2 separate regions of the Mus musculus genome follow, and region 1 is linked to region 2. A link is a contact called in public HiChIP or PLAC-seq data. All regions are on one chromosome and are shown on one strand. Each heading gives the region's core, a stretch centred on a gene start, on an enhancer-like site or on the middle of the called end of the contact. The rest is flanking DNA. Distances are from core to core; before and after follow the strand shown.

What was found. HiChIP or PLAC-seq counts read pairs in DNA pulled down with a chosen protein or histone mark.
Region 1: a contact with region 2 is called in an H3K27ac HiChIP or PLAC-seq map of bone marrow-derived dendritic cells, with 2.9 times the contacts expected there. The contact joins two enhancer-like sites. A contact is called at or near these places in 15 of 484 Hi-C or Micro-C datasets (the AML12 cell line, the C3H10T1/2 cell line, the G1E-ER4 cell line and 11 more), 6 of 115 datasets of contacts at active chromatin or transcription factors (bone marrow-derived dendritic cells, bone marrow-derived macrophages, kidney and 3 more) and 1 of 9 other capture datasets (embryonic stem cells).

The regions. Positions count from the first base shown.
Region 1 is chr2:103,338,751-103,345,705 of GRCm38.p6, reverse strand. It overlaps A930006I01Rik (RIKEN cDNA A930006I01 gene), which reads left to right. Exons shown (of 3, transcript NR_040332.1): 2 at 3,676-3,806; 3 at 5,156-6,955. Among named protein-coding and RNA genes, the nearest start is that of A930006I01Rik, 31 kb to the left of the region's middle. Within about 2 kb of position 3,950, at least 9 of the 459 cell types and tissues checked have an H3K27ac peak or open chromatin away from gene starts, as enhancers often do. A contact at or near this core is called in bone marrow-derived dendritic cells and microglia, where this site is marked.
Region 2 is chr2:103,151,450-103,157,794 of GRCm38.p6, reverse strand. No RefSeq gene overlaps it. Among named protein-coding and RNA genes, the nearest start is that of Gm13869, 56 kb to the left of the region's middle. Within about 2 kb of position 4,359, at least 17 of the 459 cell types and tissues checked have an H3K27ac peak or open chromatin away from gene starts, as enhancers often do. A contact at or near this core is called in bone marrow-derived dendritic cells and microglia, where this site is marked.

The DNA.
Region 1 (6,955 bases), core at 2,701-5,200, 190 kb before region 2:
AGCATGTGGCAGTAAGGACTGACTACTCCATCTCCATCTTGTGGGAGACAGTGTCTCAAATGAAGAAATAGATGCCATGGGCTAGGCGTGTAACATGGTGGAAGGGTTCTTGCTTAGCATGTGTGAAGGTCTGGGGTCCCTTGGCACTAGAAACAAAAACAGAAACGAGGAACACAGAGGCCAGATTAAAAATGGGCTTCAAAAATCCAGGTTCCTGTTTTACCACAAAAGGCTATGACATTGAAGTGGAAGCATGTGAGATGCAGATGACTAGTCACCGGCTGCCAGTGCCGAAGTTACTGGTACACAAGTAGTACCGAGATTTCCAGTCCGACAGACTGGATTCCCAGATCCACGCCACCCTCTTTTACATTATGACCCTTGGGCAAACTATCTAGTGTCTACTGAGTCTCTATTTCCTCATATTTAAAAGAGGGAAAATTCAATATCTGCCCCAACGTTGCTGAGAGCACTAAACAGATGAAGTACACAACGTACCTGGTTGGCCACACTGTCTGGCTGCCGTGCCTAATAAACAGTAATGGGGATGATGAGGACGGTTGCTATACAGGCCCACCCTGGAAGTCTTGTTATACAAGTCTGGCAACCCGAGTTCAATCCCCAGGACCCACGTAAAAAAAGTGTCCACAAAAATGTCCTCTGATCTCTACAATTGTGTCATGGCACATCATATACCCTTATCTTATCTATGGATGAACACACACACACACACACACACAGAGTAGTAAAAAAATAAATATATATATATATATTTAAAGGGACCAGAAATAGAAGAGAATAAAAGAAGGAAACTCCCTAAGGACACCTCTTTCCAAGAAGAGAAACCATGATTCTATAATAGGTTTGAAAAACCAAGTATGGCTTTCTTGATGATATGCTAGTACCAGGATGTAAAAAAAGCCAGAGAGAGTCATAGTAATTGCTGGATCCACCTGCATACTACTCAGTCCTCCTCCACGCACCTGCCACACAGGCTGAGGTTCTACCATGAGGACAGTAATCAGGTAGAAGGGTCTGCAATGTTCTCATTCTCCACATTTAACTTCAGGCTGCCTGTTCTTGATATAAACACAAATGAGAGCTGACAACTCATTTTCTTCTTTTGTATTACAGAAGGGACCTGTTATTGTGGAAGACTGGGAAAAAAATAGGCTAGGCAAAATTAGGAAGATACTACAGCCTGAAACCCAGTCATCTGCATGTAACTACCATTAGAATGTTGGCCTTCACTTTGTCATTTCCTTTTATCAAAATGGTTTTCTCTTGTGGAATGTAATATTATGTACACCACTACTTTTCCTTTTTGGATAATGATTTTTAACTCTCCCCTAGGAAATCTTTTCCCAGAGTTGTGAAGAATTTGCCTAAACCCTTTTATAAAATGTGTATGTTAATAATCCACCTCCAAGCTGATCTCTGTGTATGGCAGATAGAAGAAGGAACAAGTTCTATTTCCTTTTCAAATGAATTTTCAGTGACAACCAAGCCATGTTCTCTCCAGCATTTCTCAGTTTGACCTTTTCTCGAAAACTCTGTTGGCCACACATGGGCGGATCTCTCCACTGGTTGCTGCTGTGATCCAGCAGTCTGTCTGCATGCTGTCTATAAAGGAAGAGGCTATGCTTTTCTGCGAGGTATCTGCATGCTGTCTATAAAGGAAGAGGCTATGCTTTTCTGCGAGGTAACAATGAACCTCAACAATTCACGGATAAACTAATTTTCCCCTTGGCAGATCCCAGGAGATGTATCATGGCACATGGCCTTTCCAAGGTGGAGTCAGCACTGTAGGGAGAGCTCTCCATGCAGGCTACAGACTGGAAATGGTCCATGGGCTTCACTGACTCATCGTGCAAACATCATCCATCATTCCCTTCCTCTTACAGTTCATATGTCATAACCAGTCAGGGAGCTCCACCCACCTGCAAAGGGCAGTGATGTGCTGGCTGCCATGTGCCTGGAAGGGGAGGATGCTATTGGAAAACACGAGTGACGACTGTCTCCATTTATTTATCCCTGAATGAAAATGACAGTCTTAATCACTACAGTTTAACAGCAAGATGCCGCAGCCGGTAGAGCAGGCCCTCCAACTCTGCTTTGCCTTCTAGAAGGTCACGGCTTGCCTTGAATCTTGGTAACTCTGTATGAATGTAAGAAAGTGGTTACGAGCTTTCAAAGTCTTTTTAGGAGGTGGGAGCTAGATTTGTCTCAGCTGGTCAAATGCTTGCCATACAAGCATCCAGGATCTGCATTCAGATCTTCAGCATCCATGTAAAGATCTTGCCCTGATGGCCTTCTCATCACTGGGGAGATAGAGACAGAGACTTTCTGGGGACATGCTGGCCACCGAGTGTAGCCAGTTGGTGAGTTTTTCAGGTTCAGTGAGAGAATGTCTCACAAGAATACATATACATGAACAACATTAGGCAGAATGAGTTGGTTGTATTCATATATTTGTAACAACAATTAATGAAAGAAGGGGCCATGAATTTGAGAGACAGCAAGGAGGGGTTTGGAGTGAAGAAATGGAAGGCTGAAACAGTATTATACTCTAATCTCAAAAAAAAAAAATTAAAAGAAGTAAACGAAATAAGAAAAAAGATTCAGAACAGATGCAGAGACCCGCAACCAAGCATTAGGTGGAGCTCAGGGGAACTCCATGGGAGGGGGAAGAGGGAGGATTGTTGGAGCCAGAAGGAGTGGAGGGGACCATGAGAACATAAGAACATGGCTCACAGAATTAACTAGGCAGGGATCATCGGGGCTCACAGACACTGAAACAACCACAGCACCTACTTGGGTCTATGTTGGTCATGGTTGTGTAGCTTGGTGTTCTTGTGGGACTCCTAACTGTGGGAGCCGGGTGTTTCTGACTCTTGCCTGCTCTGGGACCATTTCCTCCTATGGGGTTGCCTCCCTCATCCAGCCTTGATCTGAGGTTTGTGCCTAGTCTTATTGTAACTTGCTATGCTGCGCTAGGTTGATATCCCTGGGAAGCTTGCTCTTTTCTGAAGGGACCCAGAGGAGTGGTTTGGGGGGAAAGTGGAGGAGGGGAGCTGGGGGAGAGAGGGAGGGAACTGGTTAGAATGTGTTGTACGAGAGAGAGAGAGAGTCCGTTAAAAAATACTTACATGTATAAAAATAAAGAATTATGTAATAAGGCAGAAAGTGATCAAGATAGACACCCAGCATAAACCTGTGGCCTCCACACTCAGACACACATATTGTGAGACACACATGTCTTTGAGATCTTATCTGACACATAGCTTCACTGAGAAAGAGAATTAACATTTAAAATAGGGAGTGTTTTAAACCAATAGCATGCGTCTTCATCTTTTGACCCTGGTCTTTTTCACTTCCTCTTGAGAATGTTCTGTGTTCTGGATAGGAGCCTTGCATGCAGCTTGTTAAAAACTTCCCTTCTTTTTTTAATATTAAAAAATTTTTCTTTATAAATGTTTGTGGTTGGTATATAAGCATATGTTCATTTTTCTTTATTGACTTTGCACCCAGAAACATTGTGAAAACTATTTTACACTTATTTTGTGTGTGTGTGTGTGTGTGTGTGTTTGAGAGAGAGAGAGAGAGAGAGAGAGATCCATGTCTGGAGGTCAGAGAACAGCTTGTAAGAACTGTTTTTTTCTTTACACCATGCAGGTTTCGGTGATCGAATTCCATTTATCAGACTTCGCAGCAAACCTCCTTACCTGTGGAGCCATCCTGCCTGCCCTTGGGAAACTTTTGAATTATAAAAGTTGTCTATGGCTTTTCATGGATTTTTGATGAGGGTAAGAGTATGACCTCTCCATCCAATTGACATCGAGATACCTACAGGCCTAACCCCAGACCTGTGGCCTAAGACCAGGCCTTGTTAAAGAGCCCTCCTTGTCTGATAAATGTGGTTCTCACTACTCATCAAAGAAACTTCCCTTTTCAGCAGAAGCTAGCTTAGAAAACCAGCTGTGGTTTTCTGTGGTCAAAATAAAGCAAACAAATGATGGTATGGTGGCCAGCCCCAATGGATACATCACTAACACAACTCCCACACCCAAAGCTCAAGGATCTCACCAACATCATGGGAGATGGGACAGAAAGAGTGTAAGAACCAGAGGACCAGGAAATCTGCTGTGAGATTGTGTCTCTTAAAAAACAAACAAACAAACAAACAAACAAACAAACAGGAAGGCTTTACCCAAGATACCTCAACAATATGGCTGTCTAAAGAAGACCCCAACAATGACAGTGTGAATAGGCATGCTAGCATGGAAGAGGGAACTCTGATAGGGCCACACCCCTGAACAAAAGACTACAGATAACTAACAACTGCCAAGAGAGGGAGAGTTAGTCTTCCCCAGGGATAAGCCCCCATTATAGTTGTTCAATACTAAATGGTCAACCCTGAAATCATATGCATACAAGCATGAGTAAATGGACTCAGCAGATTACATTTATGTATTTATGTACATGTATGTTATACATATATGTATGAGTATATGTATATGATGTATATGTATGCCATAATAATAATTATCATCATCATCAAAGTAAAACAGGTGATGAATATGAGAGGGAGCAAGGGAGAAAAAGAGGGGATTGGAGGGACAGGACACAGCTGGAGTACCTGGAGTGAGGAGCGGGAGGAGGGAAGTGAGGTAACTATGCTTAAAACATTTTTTTAAATTATTGAGGAAAAAGAATATAATCCACAAAACAATTCTTATGTCTCTATTTTTTCTTTCTTTTATTGTGTATGTGTATGTGGAGGTGTGGGTGTGGTGCGTACACACATGTGTGCAGGTGTGAACACCCATGCATGTGTGGAGACCAGAGGAAGACTTTGGGTACCCTGTCTATTACGCCTTAGTTCATTGAGACACCGTCTCTCAAGGAGCCTGATCTAGGCTGGCTGCTGGCTAGCTTGGCAATCTTTCTGTCTCCACTTCTCACATTGGTGGAGTCACAGGTGCCACAGCCATGTCTGAGTGTTAAGGATTAATCCGTTTTTTTGTTTTTTGTTTTTTTTTTAACACAGGGATTCAAGCTCAGGCCCTTATGTTTATACAGCAGGCACTCCTTCACCCTGAGTCGGCTCCCCAGCCTGCCTGTCTTTATCTCTTGTTCTTGTCTCACCCTGTAGATGCTGCTGAATAGAGACCGGCGAGAACCAGCCTCCTTCTTCTACTTGAAGATGCAGAGGGAACATTTTCAAAGTTCCTCCTTTGAACTCATTGTTCAGGATTTTACTGTGGCTACTGAATAGCAGATTATTAATGTACCTTATTTTTCCTAATGTCCAATAGCTTTGCATAGTAAGCCATATGTTGAATTTTAGCAAGTGTTATTTTTCTCCGCATGTATTGAGCTGACTCCTTAGGCTCCTAGACTCACAGTGGGCTCTCCCCTGACAAACCCCTTCGAAGTGGGAAGTAACACAAGTCTAAAATGTGTTTGATACATGGAATCACTGAGCACTGTGGCTCAGGGGCATAGTATCCTGGGGGTTGTCAGCTGCCCCCTGGCCATCCTGGGGTGACTGGGATCAGCCTCATGGCTGCTGCCTAGAGTCTTCAGTGTTTTGCTGCATACTGCTAACCCAAGAAAGGTCAAAATTCAAAATGACAAGTGCAGTTTCTGCTAAATGTGTATTACTTTCACGCCATCAAAAAGTTGAAAAATCATGGGCCTGTTTTGTTGCCGTTGATATACTGGTTTCCAGTAACAGGACATGTATAGCATCATGCATCCTAGTATCCTGGAACAAGTCAGGTTTGCACATTGTGGATTTTCCCTTTACATATTGCTAGAGTTGGTTTATAAATACTTTGCTTAGCTGTTTACACCTGTGTTTACATGTACAATTGCCCTGTGATTTTTTTCTCTCACCCTATTCTTTACTGGATTGTAGTATTGATATTCTAGTTTCACAAAATAAAGAAGGGAATATACCTACTTTTGCTACTTTTTGGAAAATTTTGTACAAGATTGACATCAAATCTTTAAAAATTTAAAAATATCTGGTTGAGCTTAACATTCGGTGACAAGTTTATTTTAAATTTCAGATTTTCCAGTTTTATTTTTTTTTCTTGTGCTAATCTTGGTAAGTAACATTTCCTTGAGGTTTATATTCCTCTGCATTTTGAAGTTTATTGGCAGCTGTTTGTGATACCCTCACGACATTCCGCAAATGTCTCCAACAGACGCAATACAGCCACTCTTCCTCTGCTGACACTAAGAGCGGGGGGGGGGGGGGTGTTCCCCTTTTCTGTCCTGTTTTGTCTGAACAGATTTATTGCTTTTATTAGTTATTACATTTTTATTATGTTTATTTATGAATTGATGAGGGGTACACCAGGCACACACGTGGAGGTTAGAGCACAGCTTTTAGGATTTGGCTCTCTCCTACCATGTGGGGCCAGGAGATTGGGCTGAGGTATTGGGAGCTGGCAACAAGCTCTTTGACTCGTCTCAGCGGCCTCTTTATCAGTTATTTTAAAGAACCAAATTCTGACTTTTAAAAATCTTCTCTATTATCTCTTTTTTCTTTCAGCATTGCTGCTAACATTCTTTTAGGGGAAGACCTAAACAATGTCTATCTCTCCTCTGAAGGTCCAGGCTACTGCCCAAGATACAATGCTACCACAGTTCATCCTGGGGGAAGCAAGGAGTTTTTTAGGCTGCCGTACAGCGAGTGGGCAAGCATGTGCAGGCAGGAACACGGATGGTTCTAAAGCAGCCTCTGGGAGGTCTGCATCCCGAGTGATTCCCCCATGGCTGTGTACTTGGCATGCCACTCTTCAGGGAGTCCGTCCTTGGCTACAGAATGCTAGCCCCTCCCTGAGGCCATATGCAATCAGGGCAGAACTGTATACAACTGGTTGAGATGAGTGGCTGGATACCTGGGTGAGGGCCCCTGACCTTCTCCACCCTCCTCCCATGA
Region 2 (6,345 bases), core at 3,110-5,609:
CCAGAAATGAACCCACACACCTATGGTCACTTGATCTTCCATCCAGTGGAAAAAAAGACAGCATTTTCAACAAATGGTGCTTGCACAACTGGTGGTTATCATGTAGAAGAATGTGAATTGATTCATTACTATCTCCTTGTACTAAGGTCAAATCTAAGTGGATCAAGGAACTCCACATAAAACCAGAGACACTGAAACTTATAGAGGAGAAAGTCGGGAAAAGCCTCGAAGATATGGGCACAGGGGAAAAGTTTCTGAATAGAACAGCAATGGCTTGTGCTGTAAGATCGAGAATTGACAAATGGGACCTCATGAAACTGCAAAGCTTCTATAAGGCAAAAGACACCGTCAATAAGACAAAAAGGCCACCAACAGATTGGAAAAGGATCTTTACCTATCCTAAATCAGATAGGGAACTAATATCCAATATATATAAAGAACTCAAGAAGGTGGACTCCAGAAAATCAAATAACCCCATTCAAAAATGGGGCTCAGAGCTAAACAAAGAATTCTCACCCAAGGAATACTGAATGGCTGAGAAGCACCTGGAAAAATGTTCAGCATCCTTAATCATCAGGGAAATGCAAATCAAAACAACCCTGAGATTCCATCTCACACCAGTCAGAATGGCTAAGATAAAAAATACAGGTGACAGCAGATGCTGGCGAGGATATGGAGAAAGAGGAACACTCTTCCATTGTTGGTGGGATTGTAAGCTTGTACAACAACTCTGGAAATCAGTCTGGTGGTTCCTCAGAAAATTGGACATAGTACTACCAGAGGATCCTGCAATACCTCTCCTGGGCATATATCCAGAAGATGTTCCAACTAGTAAGAAAGACACATGCTCCACTATGTTCATAGCAGCCTTATTTATAATAGCCAGAAGCTGGAAAGAACCCAGATGCTTCTCAACAGAGGAATGGATACAAAATTGTGGTACATTTACATAATGGAGTACTACTCAGCTATTAAAAAGAATGAATTTATGAAATTCCTAGGCAAATGGTTGGACCTGGAGGGCATCATCCTGAGTGAGGTAACCCAATCACAAAAGAACTCAAATGATATGTACTCACTGATAAGTGGATATTAGCCCAGAAACTTAGAATACCCAAGATATAAGATACAATTTGAAAAACACATGAAACTGGAGAAGAACGAAAACCAAAGTGTGGACACTTTGCCCCTTCTTAGAATTGGGAACAAACCACCCATGGAAGGAGTTACAGAGACAAAGTTTGGAGCTGAGACAAAAGGATGGACCATCTAGAGACTGCCATATGGGATCCACCCCATAATCAGCTTCCAAATGCTGACACCATTGCATACACTAGCAAGATTTTACTGAAAGGACCCTGATATAGCTGTCTCTTGTGAGACTAGGCCGGGGCCTACCAAACACATAAGTGGATGTTCACAGTCAGCTATTGGATGGATCACAGGGCCCCCAATTGAAGAGCTAGTGAAAGTACCCAAAGAGCTAAAGGGATCTGCAACCCTATAGGTGGAACAACATTATGAACTAACCAGTTCCTCGGAGCTCTTGACTCTAGCTGCATATGTATCAAAAGATGGCCTAGTCGGCCATCACTGGAAAGAGAGGCCCATTGGACACACAAACTTTATATGCCCCAGTACAGGGGAATGCCAGGGCCAAAAAGTGGGAGTGTGTGGGTAGGGGAGTCGGGGGGAGGGATGGGGGACTTTTGGGATAGCATTGGAAATATAAATGAGGAAAATACCTAATAAAAAATTGTGTGCATATTTGTGTCTGTGTGTGGATATGTGCATGTGAGATAGTTGTTCACAGAGTCCAGAAGGACATGATCAGATCCCCTACAGTCAAAGTTACAGGCTGGTGTGAGCCACTTGTTGTGATTTCTGAAAACTGAACCTAGGTCCTCTGCAAGAGTGTACAATGCACTTAACCTCTAAGCCATCCCCACTGATTTTCATTTGTTGATCTTACAGTTTTGTTAAACTCACCTATTAATCTTACTGCCTTTGCAAAACAAATTCTTTAGGATTTTCTCTATGCATGGTCAAATTGTCTTATATCAAATAGTCATTATCATTTATTCTAATTTCCTCTGAATATTATAAATTACAATATCTATTGTGGCTTCTGAGTAGCCATCAAAAAGCACCAACAGTAAAAAAAAATTTATAAATAAAATTGTATTTCATTAAAGTTAAAAATATATGTTCACTTTATGACACTGCTAAGAAGATATGAAGACAACCAGGGGGTCTGCACTGGTTTACCTTGGGTGCAAACACTGCAGCCAGTCCCACAACACCCAGAGGAGGCTTCACTCCCAAGTACTCTAGCACACCCAGGATTTCAGGATCAGAGGTGAGTAGGACACAACATCTGGTCCAACACCACTGGGAATAACTGGGACCAGCAGGACCCAGAGACACAGGAACTCCACCTGACCAGTGGCTTGGGTTCCTTCCAGTCTGCTCCAGTTTACCTTGGGTGTGAACTCTACACCCAGTCCCATAGCACCCAGAGGAGGCTCAAATCCCAGTCACTCTAAGACAACCAGGATCCCAGGATCCCAGGATCCCAGGATCCGGGGAGCTTGGTCACGCCAGGATCTCAGGGTTCAAGAGGCAGCTTGACTCCCAGGAACTCTGACACACCCAGAATCTCAGGATCATAGGACCTCAGAATCACAGAATCACAAGACAACTGGACTATGAGGAGTTCTGACACAACCAGGATTATAGGAAGGATAGACAGCCAGGGCAGGTAGCACTAGAGATATTCAGATGGCAGGAGGCAAGCATAAGAACATAAGCAACAGAAACCAATGTTACTTGGCATCATCAGAACCCAATTCTCCCACCTGTGTAACAAGTCCTGTATGACCCATCACATTGGAAAAGCAAGGCTCAGATCTAAAATCACCTCTCATGATGATGATAGAGGACTTTAAGAAGGACATAAATAACTCTCTTAAAGAAATCCAGGAGAACATAGGTAGAAGCCCTTAAGGAGGAAACACAAAAATCCCTTAAAGAGTTACAGGGAAACACAACCAAATAGGTGAAGGAAATGAACAAAACCATCCAAGATCTAAAAATGAAAATAGAAACAATAAAGATATCATGAAGGAAGACAAACCTAGAGTTAGAAAATCTAGGAAAGAGATCAGGAGTCATAGAAACAAGCATCACCAACAGAATACAAGAGATAGAAGAAAGAATCTCGGGGTGGGGTGGGGGGAGCAGAAGAAACCATAGAAACCATTGACACAACAGTCAGAGAAAATGCAAAGTGCAAAAAGCTCCTAACCCAAAATATCCAGGAAATCCAGGACACAATGAGGAGACCAAACCTAATGATAATAGGTATAGAAGAGAGCAAAGATTCCCAACTTAAAGGGCTAGTAAATATCTTCAACAAAATTATAGAATAAAACTTTCCTAACCTAAAGAAAGAGGAAGGAGCTAGAGAAAGTACCCAAGGAGCTGAAGGGGTTTGCAGCCCTATAGGAGGAACAACAATATGAACTAACCAGTACCCCCAGAGCTCCCTGGGACTAAACCACCAATCAAAGAAATCACATGGTGGGACTTGTGGCTCTAACTGCATATGTAACAGAGGATGGCCTAGTCAGTCATCAATGGGAGTCATCACAAGCCCTTGGTCTTGTGAAGGTTCTATGGCCCAGTATAGGGGAATGCCAGGGCCAGGAAGAGGGAGTGGGTAGGTTGGGGAGAAGGGGGAGAGGATATAGGATTCTCAGAGGGGAAACCAGGAAGAGGAAACATTTGAAATGTAAATAAAGAAAATATCTAATAAAAATATATTAAAGAGAGAGAGAGAGAGAGAGAGAGAGAGAGAGAGAGAGAGAGAGAGAGAGAGAGAGAGAAAGGCCCATGAACATATAAGAAGCCCATAGAACTCCAAATAAACTGGACCAGAAAAGAATTTCCTCCCATCACATAATAATCAAAACCAAATGCACTAAAGAAAGACTATTAAATGCAGTAAGGGGAGAAGATTAAATAACATATAAAGGCAGATCTATCAGAATTACACCAACCAGGAGACAGTGTTAGCCAAAGTGCTGACAAGGGACATATATTAATATCTACCTATCCACCTAATCATTATAGATAGGTATAGGTAGGTAGATAGATAGATAGATAGATAGATAGATAGATAGATAGATAGAGAAGAGATGACAATACTGACATCTCCAGACAGTTGGAAAAGTAGTCACCCTTTTGTACTATGAGAGCGGAAAATGCATCTCATGTGACATTTGAGCTCTGACATCCTCTATGTTGATCCCACACTAATTCTCACTTCCCATTATTTCTCAATAGGGGATTTCACACTTAAGATCAGTGTCTCCCCTATTGAAACATACCTGGTTCCTTCTCACCAGGAGCACATGTAGTATGCTGTGTGCCTAAAGGACTCATGTAAGTCACACCTATTCTTCACAGCTAATTAAATTCCTAGTTTCTGTTTCCATGTAAATCTTTGATTATTGTCTCCAATCTATAAAACAATATGACCTATTGCAATGCTAAAATTTAGTCTGTTTATTTTTTAAATTAGGAGTTATTTCTTCTTCTTAAATAGATCACATATATTTTAGAATCAAAAATTGTATTTTATTTCCTATTGCTACCACTGTGCATTCTGGTTTACATATCATAGCCGCACACTAGCTACCTGCTCATTACTAATAGAAGTGAAAGTCCCATGACCTATTGAGATAAAATTGGACAGAGATACAATAACATATCATGAAATTATCATGGAAAAAATGTCCAGGCAACATAGCAAGACACTGTCTCAAAAACAAGATGGACAAAGGGGAACAGTTTTGAATAGTATTAAATGAGCATTAAGCAGGTGAAAAATGTTCAAAATCATTAATCATTGAATAAATTGTAATAAAAACAATATGAGATGTCATCCATAACCACTAGTATTGCTATGATCACAGTCACAGATAGTGATAATTGTTGCCTAGGATACCACAATACAGTCTTAGGTATGACTCAAGAGAATTGAAAACAATGTATGAAAGGTTACATACACATGTTCACATCAGAGTCATCCATTCACACTCCACAGTGGAAACAGCCCAGTATCTGTTGCTGTTGAATGAGTAAACATGATATGGTAGACCTGGGAAACAGAACATAACTCGACAATAAAAAGGAATGCAGTACCGATAAATGCTGCCACTTAAACGAACCTAAAATCCAGCTACATGGGAGCAGACAGCCACACAGAACATGTGGCCTGATTCCAACTATGTGAAACACCAAAACCAGACCAATTTGTGGCAGAGTGGACATTGTGACCACCAGGTTCTGGAAGCAAGAAGGTGGGGTGGGTGTAGCCAGAAAGCATTTCCAAGATGAGAACCTCTGAGATGGTGCTGGTGGCTGCACTCTGAACAGACTTAAAACTGAACTTTGCACTTTTATAAATTACATGGTTTATACATTTAACCTAAAGCAATTAAAATCAGAGTAAATTTATTTTAGTTTTAAATAAGATTCACTATGTACATAGGTCAGGCTGGCCTTGAACTTGCTATTCTCCTGCCTCAGTTTCCCAACTGCTGGCATTATAGGCCTGTGCCACCACACCTGCTTGGAGTCATTCTTGACTTTTCCTTTTCTTTTACACTGAGTGTGCAGTACATGAGAAAATCCTCCTGGCTTAGGCACTTTTAAGATGTGTCTTGAGTGCAGCTACCTCTTGTTTCTCAGGTCTTCACTCCCTAGTCTAAGCCACAGTCTCCATGAACTTCTACAGCATCCCTACAGGCTCCCTTTGCATTTACCATGTCCTCATTCAACCTCAATATCATACTTGCCAGGATACCTTCAAACCTGACAGGTGGTAATGTTATTCTTCTTCTCAGAGGTATGCAGTGCTTAAAAATATAGCAGAGAATAAAAGTCCTGGTCAAATCGATACTCTCAAGAGATCAACTGTAAGAAAAGAAAGAGATGGAAGGAGGCCTGTGGGTTAAGAGTGACAAGAGGTGTTAGGGCTTTGGTGAGTGGGAATGATACATAAGATCTGGGAATAGAACATTCAGAAAACAAGAAAGCAACTACTAGAAAATGCCTGCACAAAGGGGGAGATGGAGCGTACAAGCAGGATTCCGGAGAACCTCACATTTTTAATTCTTGATCTGGAAGGAATTCAAAGAGTGCATGTAACTTAGTATTTCGCTGAGGTATCTATTTATTTCATGTGGTTTTCTGTGTCTATATTTTTTAATAAACCAGTCAAAAGCATACACTAGGGCCTGGGGAGATGGCTCAGTGCATAAAATGCCTGACAGGCAA